2 separate regions of the Sus scrofa genome follow, and region 1 is linked to region 2. A link is a contact called in public Hi-C data. All regions are on one chromosome and are shown on one strand. Each heading gives the region's core, a stretch centred on a gene start, on an enhancer-like site or on the middle of the called end of the contact. The rest is flanking DNA. Distances are from core to core; before and after follow the strand shown.

Evidence for each region. A called contact is a pair of places that touch in the nucleus more often than the background predicts.
Region 1: a contact with region 2 is called in a Hi-C map of retroperitoneal adipose tissue, with 2.7 times the contacts expected there. The contact joins two enhancer-like sites. A contact is called at or near these places in 1 of 5 promoter capture datasets (fetal skeletal muscle), 32 of 47 Hi-C or Micro-C datasets (adipocytes, adipose tissue, alveolar macrophages and 18 more) and 2 of 2 datasets of contacts at active chromatin or transcription factors (alveolar macrophages and skeletal muscle).

Annotation. Positions count from the first base shown.
Region 1 is chr9:106,941,315-106,948,373 of Sscrofa11.1, forward strand. PRKAR2B (cAMP-dependent protein kinase type II-beta regulatory subunit) reads left to right here. Exons shown (of 11, transcript XM_021102599.1): 6 at 811-964; 7 at 6,496-6,597. Among named protein-coding and RNA genes, the nearest start is that of HBP1, 21 kb to the right of the region's middle. Within about 2 kb of position 3,852, at least 9 of the 83 cell types and tissues checked have an H3K27ac peak or open chromatin away from gene starts, as enhancers often do. A contact at or near this core is called in retroperitoneal adipose tissue, where this site is marked.
Region 2 is chr9:106,652,888-106,660,107 of Sscrofa11.1, forward strand. No RefSeq gene overlaps it. Among named protein-coding and RNA genes, the nearest start is that of PIK3CG, 49 kb to the right of the region's middle. Within about 2 kb of position 5,729, at least 23 of the 83 cell types and tissues checked have an H3K27ac peak or open chromatin away from gene starts, as enhancers often do. A contact at or near this core is called in retroperitoneal adipose tissue, where this site is marked.

The DNA.
Region 1 (7,059 bases), core at 2,602-5,101, 290 kb after region 2:
ACACCAGATCTTTCACCCACCGAGCCACCAGGGAACTCCAAGCTATTCTTCTGTTCTCACAAGTCATACATGTTTATTAGAGAAACAAAGGCTCTTTAAATGAATGCCCCTAGAATCTTCCGTGATTCTTAGGCTCAGAGGTCACTGCAGTCAGCAGTTTTGTACACGCATCCCTTCAGATGGCTATCTTTGCATTTTCTGTTTGGTTGCATTCCTCATTATATTTTGATCATGTATTATCTTAAATATGTGCAGTTTAGTCTCAGTGGCCCCAGCAGGCACAAATATAGGCCTCACCTTAGTCCCGTTGATGGTCTTATCTTTCTGCTTGTCTGGAACTGGGGTGGAGGAATCTGTGTCACACATTGATGCCCTTTTATTATGGTCAACAGAAGAGAAAGGACAATAAGAGCCCAGCAACAACTGTCACCCATGGATGACAATCTGGGGAGGGTTCCTATTACCCTGATGTGCCTGAGAGGGGCTCCCTGGGCATGCCCCCAGCTACTGCTGCTCCCCAGTGGGAAGACCTCTGCACGGATGTGGAAGATGCTGGGAGCAGCAGCATTTCTGGGAGGAAGTTGGATGGCTGGGCCAGGGCAGAAGGGAACCTCTTACTGTTTACCCTTCCAGACAGGCAAATGTGTCATGACGTCCAAGCAGCAAGACTAAGCGATAAGTGATGTTAAAAAAACAAAACAAAACAAAACAACCCAGAAAGATGGAGATTTTATTGCCCAGGGCTTGTGTATTTTGCAGTGAGATTTAGCTTGAATTACTTTTACATCTTTTCTTCCACCTGTCCAACAGAGGGACATTTGATATTTATGTGAAATGCGACGGTGTTGGGAGGTGTGTTGGGAACTACGACAATCGTGGGAGTTTCGGCGAGCTGGCCTTAATGTACAACACGCCCAGAGCAGCAACGATCACCGCTACCTCTCCTGGTGCTCTGTGGGGTTTGGTGAGTGGAGTCTTTCTTTGGACTGAACATCTTTTATAAAAGTTGTTATGACAGAAGTCAGGCAGCTGCCGCATTTCAGTTCTCATAGGTAGCTTCGTTTGGGGTTGATTAAGCAACTGCTGGATGCTGACCGTTTGGGCACTAAGACTGTGCCCTAAGACTGTGCCCTAAGACTGTGCACTAAGACTGTGCACTAAGACTGTTAGCCTTCTGTTTCCCAGTCAAGTCTGGAGTTGAACCTGCCAACCAGGCGAAAGACAGATCCAAAATGCTTCTCCCTCTCTTTTTTTTTTTTTTTAAACCCCTCTTAAAAACCAAAGCCTTCGGTGCTGTTTTTTTCAGATCGCTTTCTGTGGTATTATAATCTGTGGTTCTCAGAGCGTGTGGGTCCCCTGACCTGGGAACTTGCTAGAAATGCAGATTGAGGCCCCACTTACGGATTCAGGCCCGTTGACTCAGAAACTCAGGTGGGGCCGGCAGCCTGTACTTGAGCAAGCCTGTCCATGCTTGAGAAACCACTGTCATCTGAGCCACTCCTGTGGTGTAAATTGATTGTAACAACTCTGCATTGACAAGCAGCCCTGCAGAGAGAAAATAGTTGATTCCTGTGCTTCTCACTTACTACACATCAGAATTACTTGGGGATGTTTTAAAAAAGTCCTCTTAACTAGGCCCCACCACTGAGAAATGTAATCAGACTCTGAGGGTTGGGTCCTGGTGAAATAAATTTCTTTTTTTCCTTTTCTCTTTATAAGTGCTGTACCTGCGGTATATGGAGGTTCCCAGGCTAGCAGTCAAATCAGAGCTACAGCTGCCAGCCCATGCCACAGCCACGGCAACACTGGATGGAAGCCACATTTGCAACTACGCCACAGGTTGCAGCAATGCCAGATCCTTAACTCACTGAGTGAGGCCAGGGATCGAACCCACATCCTCCTGGTTACTAGTCAGGTTCTTAACCTGCTGAGCCACAATGGGAACTTCCCCAAATAAATTTCTTAAAGGTGGTCTGTCTACAAGACTTGAAAGTTGACTTAAAGACATTTGGGTGAGGGGAGGGAGGGAGATTCTTTTCATAGGTGATATTAGGATGCAGAGGAGCAGACCCCAGCAAAGCCGATTCTGAAAGACTGTTTAAGCTGATGCTTAGGGATCACCTGGGGATTTAGTTAAAAGGCAGATTCTGATTCATTGGGTCTGGGAGGAGGCGGAGCCTTAGAAGCCCCCTGGAGACAGCAGTGCTGCTGGTGCCCAGATTTAAACAGCCCTGATTAAGGGAAGGTTGACAATATTTGTATTCTCTTTTAACATTGTGAGAAACATCACACACTATATATGTACACTTTTGTCTTTTGCTTTTTAGGGTTGTACCTGTGGCCTGTGGAAGTTCCCAGGCCAATGGTCAAATCAGAGCTGCAGCCCCCAGTCTGCAACACAGCCACAGCCACAACAACGCGGGATCCGAGCTGCGTCTGAGACTTAGACCACCGATCACGCCAATGCCCGATCCACGGAGCGGGGGCAGGGTTCGAACCTGTATCCTCATGGACACTAGTTGGGTCTGGTACCACTGAGCCACAACAGGAACTTCCCACCCTATAGTTTTGACATGCATCTACTCAGTTATTTCTGACAAGTCCTTTTAAGGAGGCGAGGTGAGGTAACAAGAAGTACAGGACTGCAGCTTCACAGGAGTTACGCATTATCAGTCACCACACAGTGTTGGACTCTGAAGTGGATTCAGCTGATAGAAATCTCTTGATTGGAAAAATGAGATATATTGTGCACTTCTTTTTTTTTTTTTCTGTCTTTTTGCCATTTCTTGGGCCGCTCCCGTGGCATTTGGAGGTTCCTAGGCTAGGGGTTGAATCAGAGCTGCAGCTGCCAGCCTGCGCCAGAGCCACAGCAACTCTGAGCCTCCTCTGCAACCTACACCACAGCTCACGGCAACGCCGGATCCTTAACCCACTGAGCAAGGCCAGGAATCGAACCCGCAACCTCATGGTTCCTAGTTGGATTCGTTAACCACTGAGCCATGATGGGAGCTCCCCCTCTTTTGTTTTTTTGTCTCATTTCTTCTTATTAAAACCAGGCAGTTACTTGTTTACTTATTAAAAATGTGATGAGTCACTTTTTAAGTGCTGGAAGAAGAATTGGAATTGTTTCCAGTTGGAATTGGAATTGTTTCAGGCTCATCATCTGAAGTGTTTTAAGGAGGATGAAAGATCTCAGTACCCAAAGCCAGCAAAGTTAAAAACTCAAACCTGAGTGAACTTGGCCCCTAGGAAGTGCTTACCTGCCCTGTCTTGAGTTTCCTTAAGGAAGGTATCACTGAAAATTTAATCATCCTGATGGGGTTGCTATCCAGAATCAGATTGTCACACGGAAGCCTCCTCTCTGCAGTTCCTCTGAACAAGGTCACATATTTAGCTGGTTGGCCTTTTGATTCCTGATAGTTTTCAGCCCTGGCGGGAACCCTAAACTACTGACAAAGGCCCAGCATTTCCCAGGGTGCATGATACTTAGGTCATTTTCAGAGATTTTTACTAATCTGTACATATTTTAAACTTTACAAACAGTGGCACAGTGAGTTAAGAATTCAACTGCAGCAGCTCGGGTCACTGTGGAGGTGCAAGTTCAATCCCCAGCCCCAGTACAGTGGCGTAAAGGATCTGACATTACTACAACTGTGGCATAGGTTGCAGATGTGGTTTGGAGTCAGTCCCTGGCCTGAGAACTTCATATGCCATAGGTGCAGCCGTTAAAAAAAGAAAGTGGACAGTTTGTGATGATCACCTTGGGGTGTGTGCATAAGTGCAATAGCTGCTTTTAAAAATCATAATAATTAACATAATCAGTTAATACTTCAAACCTGCTTTCTTAGCAATTCACCTAACCAGCCCCCTTCCGGAGAAAGTTTTAAGACCAACAGATTGGAGCTCTGCCGCATCAGTGCAGGTATAAAGATAAGCAAATCTCAAGAGAAAAGTCCTTTGTAGAAGAGTCCAGCTTTGTAAATAAGACGAGGTCACTGTTAGCCCTGGGGAATTAACTGATCTGCAGGACTGTGCTGGTGATTCAGAGAGGTGAGGACTGAAATGACTATAGGATGAAAATCTTTGAAATGGGACTTTCTGGATTTTATTTTTATGTCACAGTGGGTGTGAAGAGGTGAGCCACTAATAGAAATTTTTTTCTGACACACATTGCTCATTATGATTAATTTCTAAATTGCTAACCTCTTTCTAGGCTTCTCTGTTTTGCTGTAAACTCTTCTTCATAAAGTGGTGTGCAGCCAGTCCCCAGAACAGATTACATAGCAGAGTCACTTGGAGAGTTTTTACAGAATACAGATTATTATATATAGAGTCCTGTGTGCCAAGATTTTGAGTCATTAAAGTGTGGGATCTTAGGAGTTTCCGTTGTGGCTCTGTGTCTTAAGAACCTTACTGGGATCCATGAGGATTCAGGTTCGATCCCTGGCCTCACTCACTGGGTTAAGGATCTGGTGTTGCCATGAGCTGCAAAGTAGGTTGCAAACACCGATCCCTCGTTGCTGTGGCTGTGGTGTAGGCTTGGCAGCTGTGGCTCCAATTCAACCCCTAGCTTGGGAACTTCCATATGCCCTGGGTATGGTCCTAAAAAAAGTAAATAAATAAAAATAAAGTATGGGATCTTAGAAACTTTTTTTTTTAAAACACCACTGCTGATTCTGATGCAGAGCTAGACTTGGAAATTATTTCAATATTTTACAATTATCTTAAATTTTTTTCTCTTTTTAAAAAATGACTAAGTCTAAACTATAACCCTTATAAAATTATAATAAACGAAATCGGAGAACAAGATGTTTAGTTTCCTAGAGACTTAATCCACACTTGCATTTTTCCCCCATCCTATCAGTTCATTTAAATTCAGCCTTAATATGTTGGCACAGTAATTTATTAAAGAACATATTCCAATTAATTTTACTTTATATTAAACGGTATTGTTGTTTATCAGTTTATGCCAAACTAACGTAATTCTGAGCACTCTGAGAACTAAATGTTTGGTAGGAATTTTTGTAATATAAAATTTGTAGTAAAACCATTTTTAGAGCCATTAGCTTTAAAGTTTTCCCTGGTTCCTTATTTCACTTCTGTATCCTTGAGGTTAAGTAGTATAAACATAGGAACATTTTAGAATGATGAGCATGATAAACACTGTCATCAAACTCTCCTCAAAGAAGTCGTAGTTTCTCTGTATATTTTAAAAAAGAAACTCTGGTATATGGATGTGATAAAAAGCCTAGTCAATAATTTTTCTATATCTCTTTACATTGTAAGTGCATGATTAAAAATTTTTCCTAATACTGTTTTCCATCGTTTTTTTTTTTACTGCAGTCCACAAGAAACACATTAGGAAATGTCACACCAGTGTATATGTTTGTGTGCCTTTGTGTATAATGGAAATAAATATATAACTCAACACTTGACTAAAAAGGATGCCCACAGATTTTCTCTTTTGTTTTTTCTTTTTTAAAGATGAAAATGCCGGTCATGGGTCAAGGGGGTCAAAAGGTACAAATTTCTAGATACAAATGCATGCTGAGGACAGAGTATACACCACGGTAACCAGTTAATAGTAACAGTGTTGTACATTTGAAATTTCTCATCACAAGAAAAAAAATGTGGTAGCTATATGTATGGTGATGGATGTTAATTAGAGTTAATATGATCATTTCACGATATATACAGATACTGAATCATTATGTTGTACATTTGAAACTAATAAAATGTTGTGTGCCAGTTACACCTAAAAAAAATGCCAGTCATGTCCCACCGAATTGATTTCATAACACTCTAAGGCTGTTATCTGTAGCGAAAGAACTCACTTGCTGGTTTCAATTCTCAGAAACTAAGTAGGATGATGGGGTTGCCAGGGGCTGAGGGTGGTGGGGAAGAGGTAGGTTAAAGAGAAAAAACTTGCAGTTATGAGTAAGTTTTGAGGATCCGGTGTAAAACGTGATGATTATAGTTAACAACAGTATATACTTGAAAGCTGCAAAGAATAAATCTTTAATGTTCTTACCACAGAAAAGAAATGGTAATTATGTGAGGTGATAGCGGTATTAACCATCTGTGGTGGTAATCATTTCACAGTATATAGGTATGTCATATCAACGTATTGTTTATACCTTTAATGCATACGTCATAAATCACTTTTCTCTCAAAAGGGGAGGGGGTGGGGCAGGAAAGAACGGGGAGCGTATTAAGTGGTGCGACAGCGCCACCTTGTGGTGTAGCCCGCCGGTTACACGTTGGTGCTTTCTTTAAAAAACCTGAAAGTCACGTTTTATATGGTTCTACATGTATGCTTAAAGAAGTAATCTGAAATGAGTTACGTTAGAAGTATAATGATGTTCATCTTTTATTTCAAAATCTTCAATTATTGTTTGTTCTTTGTAGGGAATAAATTCAAACTGTCTCTTCAAACCTTCTTTCCCCATAAAGTCTACCTTTTAACTGTCTTCGTATTTGACATTCTGCCTTTAGGACAGGGTAACCTTCAGGAGAATAATTGTAAAAAATAATGCCAAAAAGAGGAAAATGTATGAAAGCTTTATTGAGTCACTGCCATTCCTTAAATCTTTGGAAGTAAGTATATGTTTGTGCTTTTATTTTGCTTTAAAAGCTTTTGTTTTGTTGGGAATGCTTAGTTCTATTGGAAGTTTCTTTGAATAATAATTTATCCATATTTTCATTTGAGAAGATTATATAGCGTTTGTACAGCTCAGCCTTTCTTTTCCTGCCTATAGCTGCATTTGTTTTGTCGTATGTAAGCAATAGACTCCTAGGAGCATCCTTGGCAGATCTGTATTTGGTCTTTATCTGAACGCAGACTTAAAAGAACCCCACAAATGTAGGCAGTGGCCGCTTAGTTATGCCTTTATAGGATCAGATTATCCAAATACAGCACATCCTCACTGGCCTCTCCTCCTTTATTCCTCTTCTCCTTTCTCCTAAAATTGGCATTCTAGGGTCTCTTTTTCTTTTGGCAGGCTCACCCTAACCCTCTTCACATGGTGAACTTGTCAAATCCCCTGGCTTATAAGTCTA
Region 2 (7,220 bases), core at 4,479-6,978:
CAGGGATTGAACCTGGGCTGCAGTGGTAAAAACGCTGAATCCTAATCACTACACCACCAGGGAACTCCCTCTAACTTTTTAGTCATGGAATTTTGCATCAGAAATGGATGTTAGCTGCCAGCCTCCTCATCAAAGAGAAGAAGAAGCAACAGAGGGGTAAGTGCAATGAGCCAGGGGTCTGCTGAAAGAAGAATGCAGACTTTCCACTCCCAGCCAATGCCCCTCCACTCTGCCATATGTGATGAGTGTTGCCTTACTGATATCTTTTGGCATCAAATCTTAACAAGAGCTGCTCAAGGAAGAGGGCTCATACCCTGATCCTCCATAACTCTCTTGTCTTCCAAAGGACTGGGATAGGCTCCTTGAAGAGGTTAACATCTGAGCTTCCTTCTTTTCTTTATGCTGGTCAGGGTCTGAGGCTCTAGAAGCAACACTGACAAAGTCTTATCTCAAGGAGGGAATCAAAGGGAAGCCTGCCAACTCTCCTTGCTCCATGTAACTTCAGGGAAGCCCTCCCCGTGTTCTCTTCCACATGGCCTTTGGCAGGAATGAAGAGGGGACTCACTCTTCATCCTCTGGCAAGAGTCCACCCTACACACTCCCCACCCTAACACCCTACACCACATCTTCCTTGAGGCCCTCAGGACCAACCTCAGCATACTTTTCACCCTGTCTCTGTCATCACAAGAAGCCTATGGCTCCCAGGTCAGCCCTTGTCCCCTGCACAGCTCAAAGAGCAGAAAGGCAACCATGTCCCCAAACACAGGCACACTCACACACACAACCCCTGTTGCCCATCTGGCCTTATGTTTTACTTAGAATTTATGATCATCTGACAAACCATATGCTTTACTTAATTTTTTATCCCCCTGCTTCTGGAATAAAAGCTCTATAAGGACAGGAAATGGTGTATGTTTCATTTACTGTTAGACCTGTGCTGCTGCCACTTTGTAGGAACTAAAAAAATATTTGTTAAATAAATAAATCCTTAGGACTATTTTTTAAAGTCTGAAAACATACCATTCGAAGACCAAAGGACATCTGAGAAGTTTGAGAGGAAAGCAGAGTTCATTTGTGGCAACCAGGGAACATGAAGAAGGCCTCAGCCCTAAGGACCTCCAGAAACAGCATCTATTCCATGAAATAACTGTTAGCAGCAGGGGTATTCAGACTGTAGACAAGACCAGACCTAAGTAAATAGTGTGGCTTTTGAAACAGGGACTAGAAATAACTTGGCACCGACCATGTGTCAAGCACCGCATCATTTATTTATCACAAGCACCATACAAAGTGGTCTTGTGGTCCCCATGTACAGATGAAGAAACTTAGGCAAAGAGTACTGAGATCCACAACCAGTAAGTGATGGAGCCAGTTTGTTTGTTTGTTTGTTGTTTCTTTTGATTTTTTTTAAGAGCTGCACCTGTGGCATATGGAAGTTCCCAGTCTAGGAGTCGAATCGGACCTACAGCTGCCAACCTGCACCACAGCCACAGCCACACCAGAAACAAGCCATGTCTGTGACCTACACCACAGCTCATGGCAACACTAGATCCTTAACCCACTCAGAGAGGCCAGGGATTGATACTAGTTGGGTTGGTCATCGCTGAGCCACAATGGGAACTCCAAGGAGCCATTTTTCAAACCTAAGTCTCTTGGGGTCCCAAAGCCATGCCCTTTTGTCTCCCTGGGCCTACCTGACCTCTCCATTCCAGGCATCAAGGCACATTCCAGGTATACCTGGTCCCAATCTATCAGAGGTGCCTCCTCTGAGCCCCAAATAACCAATAGGATCTACTGGTGCCCAGCTTGTGGTAATGAATGCTACCAGGCTGAGACCCTGGGTGCTCTCTCTCTTCTTTTCCCAGCTTCACTGAGCTATAATTGAGAAATAAAATTGCATATATTTAAAGTATACGATGATCTGATATAGGTATATACTATAAAATTTTTACACAATCAAGTTAATTAACATAGCCATCACCTCACATACTTATTCTGTGTGTGTGTGTGTGTGTGTGTGTGTGTGTGGACATTTAAGATCTACTCTTTTAGGAGTTCCTGTTGTGGCTCATCATTAATAAACCCAACATAGTATCCATGAGAACACAGGTTCGATCTCTGACCTCACTCATTAGGTTAAGGATCCAGCATTGCTGCAAGCTGTAGCATAGGTCACAGAGGCAGTTTGGATCTGGCATTGCTGTAGCTGTGGCAAAGACAGCAGCTCTGATTCAAACCCTAGCCTGGGAACTTCCATGTGCTACAGATGTGGCCATAAAAAGAGGGAGAAAAAAAATCTACTCTCTTGGCAAATTTCAAGTATACAATAGAGTGTTATGAAGTACAGTCACTGTGCTGCACATTCGATCCTCAGAACTGATTCTCTTACCACAGAAGGTTTGTACCCTCTGACCAGTATCTCCCTCTCTCAGCTCCTGGCAACCACCATTCTACTCTGTTTCTATGAGTTTGACTTCTTTTTTATCCCATATAAAAGTGATTCCATGCAGCATTTGTCTCTCTCTCTCTCTGTCTGGCTTATTTCCCTTAGAATTGTGCCCCCTACCCCACACCTGTTTATCCATGTTGTCATCTTAAATAGTAGGATGTCCTTCTTTTGCAGCTGAATAATATTCGATTGTATATACCGACCACATGAAAAAAAGTACAGAACCCACTAGAATACTTGAAAAAATCAACTTCTTTTTTTTTGTCTTTTGTCTTTTTGTTGTTGTTGCTATTTCTTGGGCCGCTCCCGTGGCATATGGAGGTTCCCAGGCCAGGGGTTGAATCGGAGCTGTAGCCACCGGCCTACGCCAGAGCCACAGCAACGCGGGATCCGAGCCAAGTCTGCAACCTACACCACAGCTCACGGCAACGCCGGATCGTTAACCCACTGAGCAAGGGCAGGGACCGAACCCGCAACCTCATGGTTCCTAGTCGGATTCGTTAACCACTGCGCCACGGCGGGAACTCAGAAAAAATCAACTACTTAACTAAAGAAAAGTATGGTGAAAAAGGGTGGGAAAGCAGGTGATTAGGATATAGCCTACTGGTACATTTCAGAAGGTTTTTATGAGTAGGATTTGATTAATCATTGCCAGACCTTAGGAGGACAAACAAAAGTAACTTTATATAAAGGCAGGAAAGAGGTGCTTTGTAACCAAGTCCCGTGAGGCGTTTGAATGAATTCTCACTGGGGTTGTGATCCCTGGAGAAATCGTCAAGGAAAGAATTTATGTCCTTCATCCTGGATAGTTCTTACTGCCAATGGTGAGAGGTTTTGATCCAGATGAGATGGCCTCTGGCAGTCCCCACCATCAGGTGACTCTAGGATTAAGAATGGTTCCATACCTTTCACAGGGCCCACCTGACATGTCAGTGCTTCAGAGCTACAGTGCTTGCAGAATTATCACAGTTACTGAGTGGGATTATTGTGCCTCATTAAACATTAAATATATCTAAAGAATGGCACTGCATAAACATACTATGGGCTTGTAGCATCTTAACTGGATCTAATCATCACATCCCAGAAATCTAAAATCTAATATAGACAATTAGGTTTAGTAGAAGAAGAGGGAAATGAAAGCTTATGACCGGGACAGTTATAAGAAAGAGGCTTATTAAAAGTGAATGTGGGAGTTCCCCCCGTGGTTCAGCGGTAACAAACCCAACTAGTATCTATGAGGACATGGGTTCTGGCCCTACTCAGTGGGTTAAGAAACTGGCGTTGCTGTGAGAGCTTTGGTACGGGTCACAGACTTGGCTCAGATTTGGCATTGCTGTGGCTGTGTCTGTGGCGTAGGCTGGCAGCTGCAGCTCTGATTCGACCACTAGCCTGGGAATTTTCATATGCTGCAGGTATGCCCCTGCAAAGACCACCCTCAAAAATAAATAAATAAATACATAAATACATAAATAAATAAATAAATATGAATGCAGTGGGAAAGACACTATTTATCTGTCTCTAGTCCTAACAAACGGTAGTGTTCTTGGTATCAGCTATTTTCCCACCTGTCCAGTAGGTGTCAGTGTAAGACAGTGTTCCTAGAACTGACGAAGCTTTAAACGAGAAACAAAAAATAGACTATGAAGTTATAAAAGAAAGATGTAATAAAGATGGGGCTACAAAAATTCCACATAAGATTTTAAATGACATTATTTAAAAATAGGCTGACCTAAACAAAAATTCCTCATGGGTGAGATGACAGAGTTGGACAAGGGGGGGCTCAGAAGACCCCATCTGGCTTTCAGATTCCTTGTGAAGTCAGCAGGAATTCCTGCTCTGAATGCATCCAGCAGAACTCAGCATTGCTGTAAGAGCTGGTCACTATTAACTAGTACAAGAACCAATGAACAGCCAGCCAGACCCTTTAAAAAAAAAAGAGAGAGAGAGAGAGATACTTCCCTGCTTCTCAGAGATTTACCAGATAAAACAGAAATCCTATAATCCACAGAAATAGATCATTACAAGGATTATAAAAGTGAACCAAGGAAAAAGGGGAAACGAAGGTCATATGAGCAGTGTGTAGAATATGTTGAGTCATGCAGGGTGTGCTGCCTGGAGTTGTCCTTTGACCTGGAATGGAAGAGAAGAGAGCCACAAAACCAGGGCTCCACCTGAGCCCCGCCCTTCTGCTCTACATGCAATTTTCCTCCTCCGAATATGAATGAATGCACTTTATACTCTGATAAAGGGCAAGCAATAAATAACATTAAAAAGAATTATTTTTTTAATTCACTCTATAAAGGTACTATTGATATGATAAAGGAAAAATAAGGGGAAAGGGCATATCTACTGAGTACCTCACACACAGAGTATGTCATATGATCCTTACCAAAATCCTGAGATACACTGAAGCACTATGCTGTACACCAGAAGCTAACAACACGGTAAATCAACTAGACTTCAATTTTTTAAAAAAATCCTGAGATGTAAGCGATATTGTTCTTATTTTTAGATAACGGATCCAAGGCTCACTAAAGTTACATAACTTGCCTGAGATTACAATAGCTAATACTGATGAGCAAGTACTCTGCACCAGATATGTAAATGCACCAGCAACAATCCTATGAAAAAAGTTACTATGTGTTCATTTTGCAGAACAGGACATTAAGTCTCACAGAAAAGAAGTTCTTGCTTCCCCAAGGTCACAGAGCTCCGAATTAGTCCAGCTGAAATTCAAACTCACGGGCTGCATGTGGGTTCTCTGGAGAGCAGACTGAAATGGAATGAAGGCTGCAGTGTTTATTGCGGAATGCCTTAGGATTAGCACCTGTGGAAGGAAGGCATGAAAGCAGGACTGGGAGGCCCATGTGAATTGCTGGGCCCTGGGCCAAATAGCTAGGCTTATATACACCTGCCATAATCCGTCATTGGCTGTGGACATGGCCTAGGCAGCTGAGGCAGACCCTGAGGGGCTAGCAGCTGACAAGCATCTGCTGATCACACCCCTTTCTGGAAAGGACATCTGGGCAGCCCCTCCACGTTCCTCGCACCCTGTCTGTGTCTTAGCCCAGTTCACATTTTTTGGCTACAGCATGATGGTCGAGGCCAGAAGGGAGACAGGAGACCTTGATGGAATTTTCATCGTGGGGCTGCTGCTGATGAGGCCGGGCCCCAGCTTCTCACCCCTTAGATGCTTCAAACAGCATCAGCAGAAGTCGAGAAAGGGGTGGAGGCTGACAGCGCTGACTCAACAGCAGGGTCAGTCATTAAATGATTGTTGTTGATTGACACCATCTAGGTAGCTTAGAAAGGGAGGTTCCAACCCACTCACAGACCCGATAGTTGGTCTGGGCACTTCCGTGGTATAGGAACATCTGATCACCGGCTGCTTGCCCCTCACTCCCTGCAGATGCCACTGAGATGGCAAAGCCACCCAGTGTGCCCAGCACTGGCCTGGCCTGCTGCCTGCCTGCCTGCCCCGCCTGAGGTGAGTAGGCTGGTTTCCCTTTGGAAATAGAGCCGCCTGTGCTACTTCAAGCAATGACCATAGCAAAATGCCACCCTGAGTGGCCAGAAATTCTCATACTTCTACTTGAATTCAGAGAACAGCTGACTTGACAGAAGGCAGAAAGCGGGTGAATTTAGCTCGCCTGGGAACAGATGAGCATAGAGCCAAACCAGCTTTCTGTGGTGAAATTCCTCAGCCCTGTCATCCCAGTGAAGTGTGGAAGAGAGGCTGGAAAGCTTGCAGAACTGGAACCTCATCACCTCATGGGTCTGCAGCCCATGTCTGCCATAAACCCCAGCACGGTCATGGGCCCCCCACCCCACCCCATGAACTTGGTTGCCTTGGATCACCCATTTCCCGCTCCTGGAACTGGACCTCCCCTTGGGCACAGTCAGGAAAACCCAGCCAAAGCCTCCATTCAAATACTGCTCCTTGAAACCATCCATGCCCACCACCCCCGTCGAAAGTAATTTTAATTCCTTTGGCAGCTACCACTGAAGTTTTCAGTTGTTTGACAAGAGAGTTACTAACATTTTAAATTGTACATAAGAATCACCACAAGGGCTTGATGAAAAGCCAGATCCCTTGCTTCTGGGCTCCAGACCTGCTGATTCATCAGGGATGGAGAGGCCTGAGAGTCTGCATTTTCATAATCAGCCCTGCTATCCCCCATGCACATGATCCATAAGGAATAGTTTGAGAAGTCCTGGCATCGTGATCTAAAAAGATTTCCTCCCTCCAAAAGGGAGTCTACACTTGCTGTAGAGTCGATTTCCTCAAGTTCATGTTTAGATGCAATAGGAGGTAGAGACCCTGCTATATTCATTGCTTTCTTTCCTACAGTATCTAGCGTAGAGTTTCAAACATTGTGGACTGGTCAGCTAAGTCTTTTTGGTCTCCTGGTTTTTGTTTCACTCTTCCAAACAATTTGGGGTTTGTCAGAAGCCCACTTCTCACTCCTGCTTTGCCCATATTTCCACCTCCCATCCCCAGGCTCCTACATAATCTGCATAAGCCACTGAGCTCTGCCTTCACCCCACTCAACCTGCTCCTTCTGTAACCTTCCTTTAGTAGGTCCCTTCACCCCACTCAATCTGCTCCTTCTGTGACTTCTTTTAGTAGAGTTTTCAGTTGTTTGATGAGAGATTTTGGCAGGATTTTTAAAAAATTCTCTGTTTTACAAAAGACCATATTTTATTCTAACTTTTAAAACATACATGTTCATTGGGCATATTTTAGAAAATTGAAGCATAAAGAGGAAAC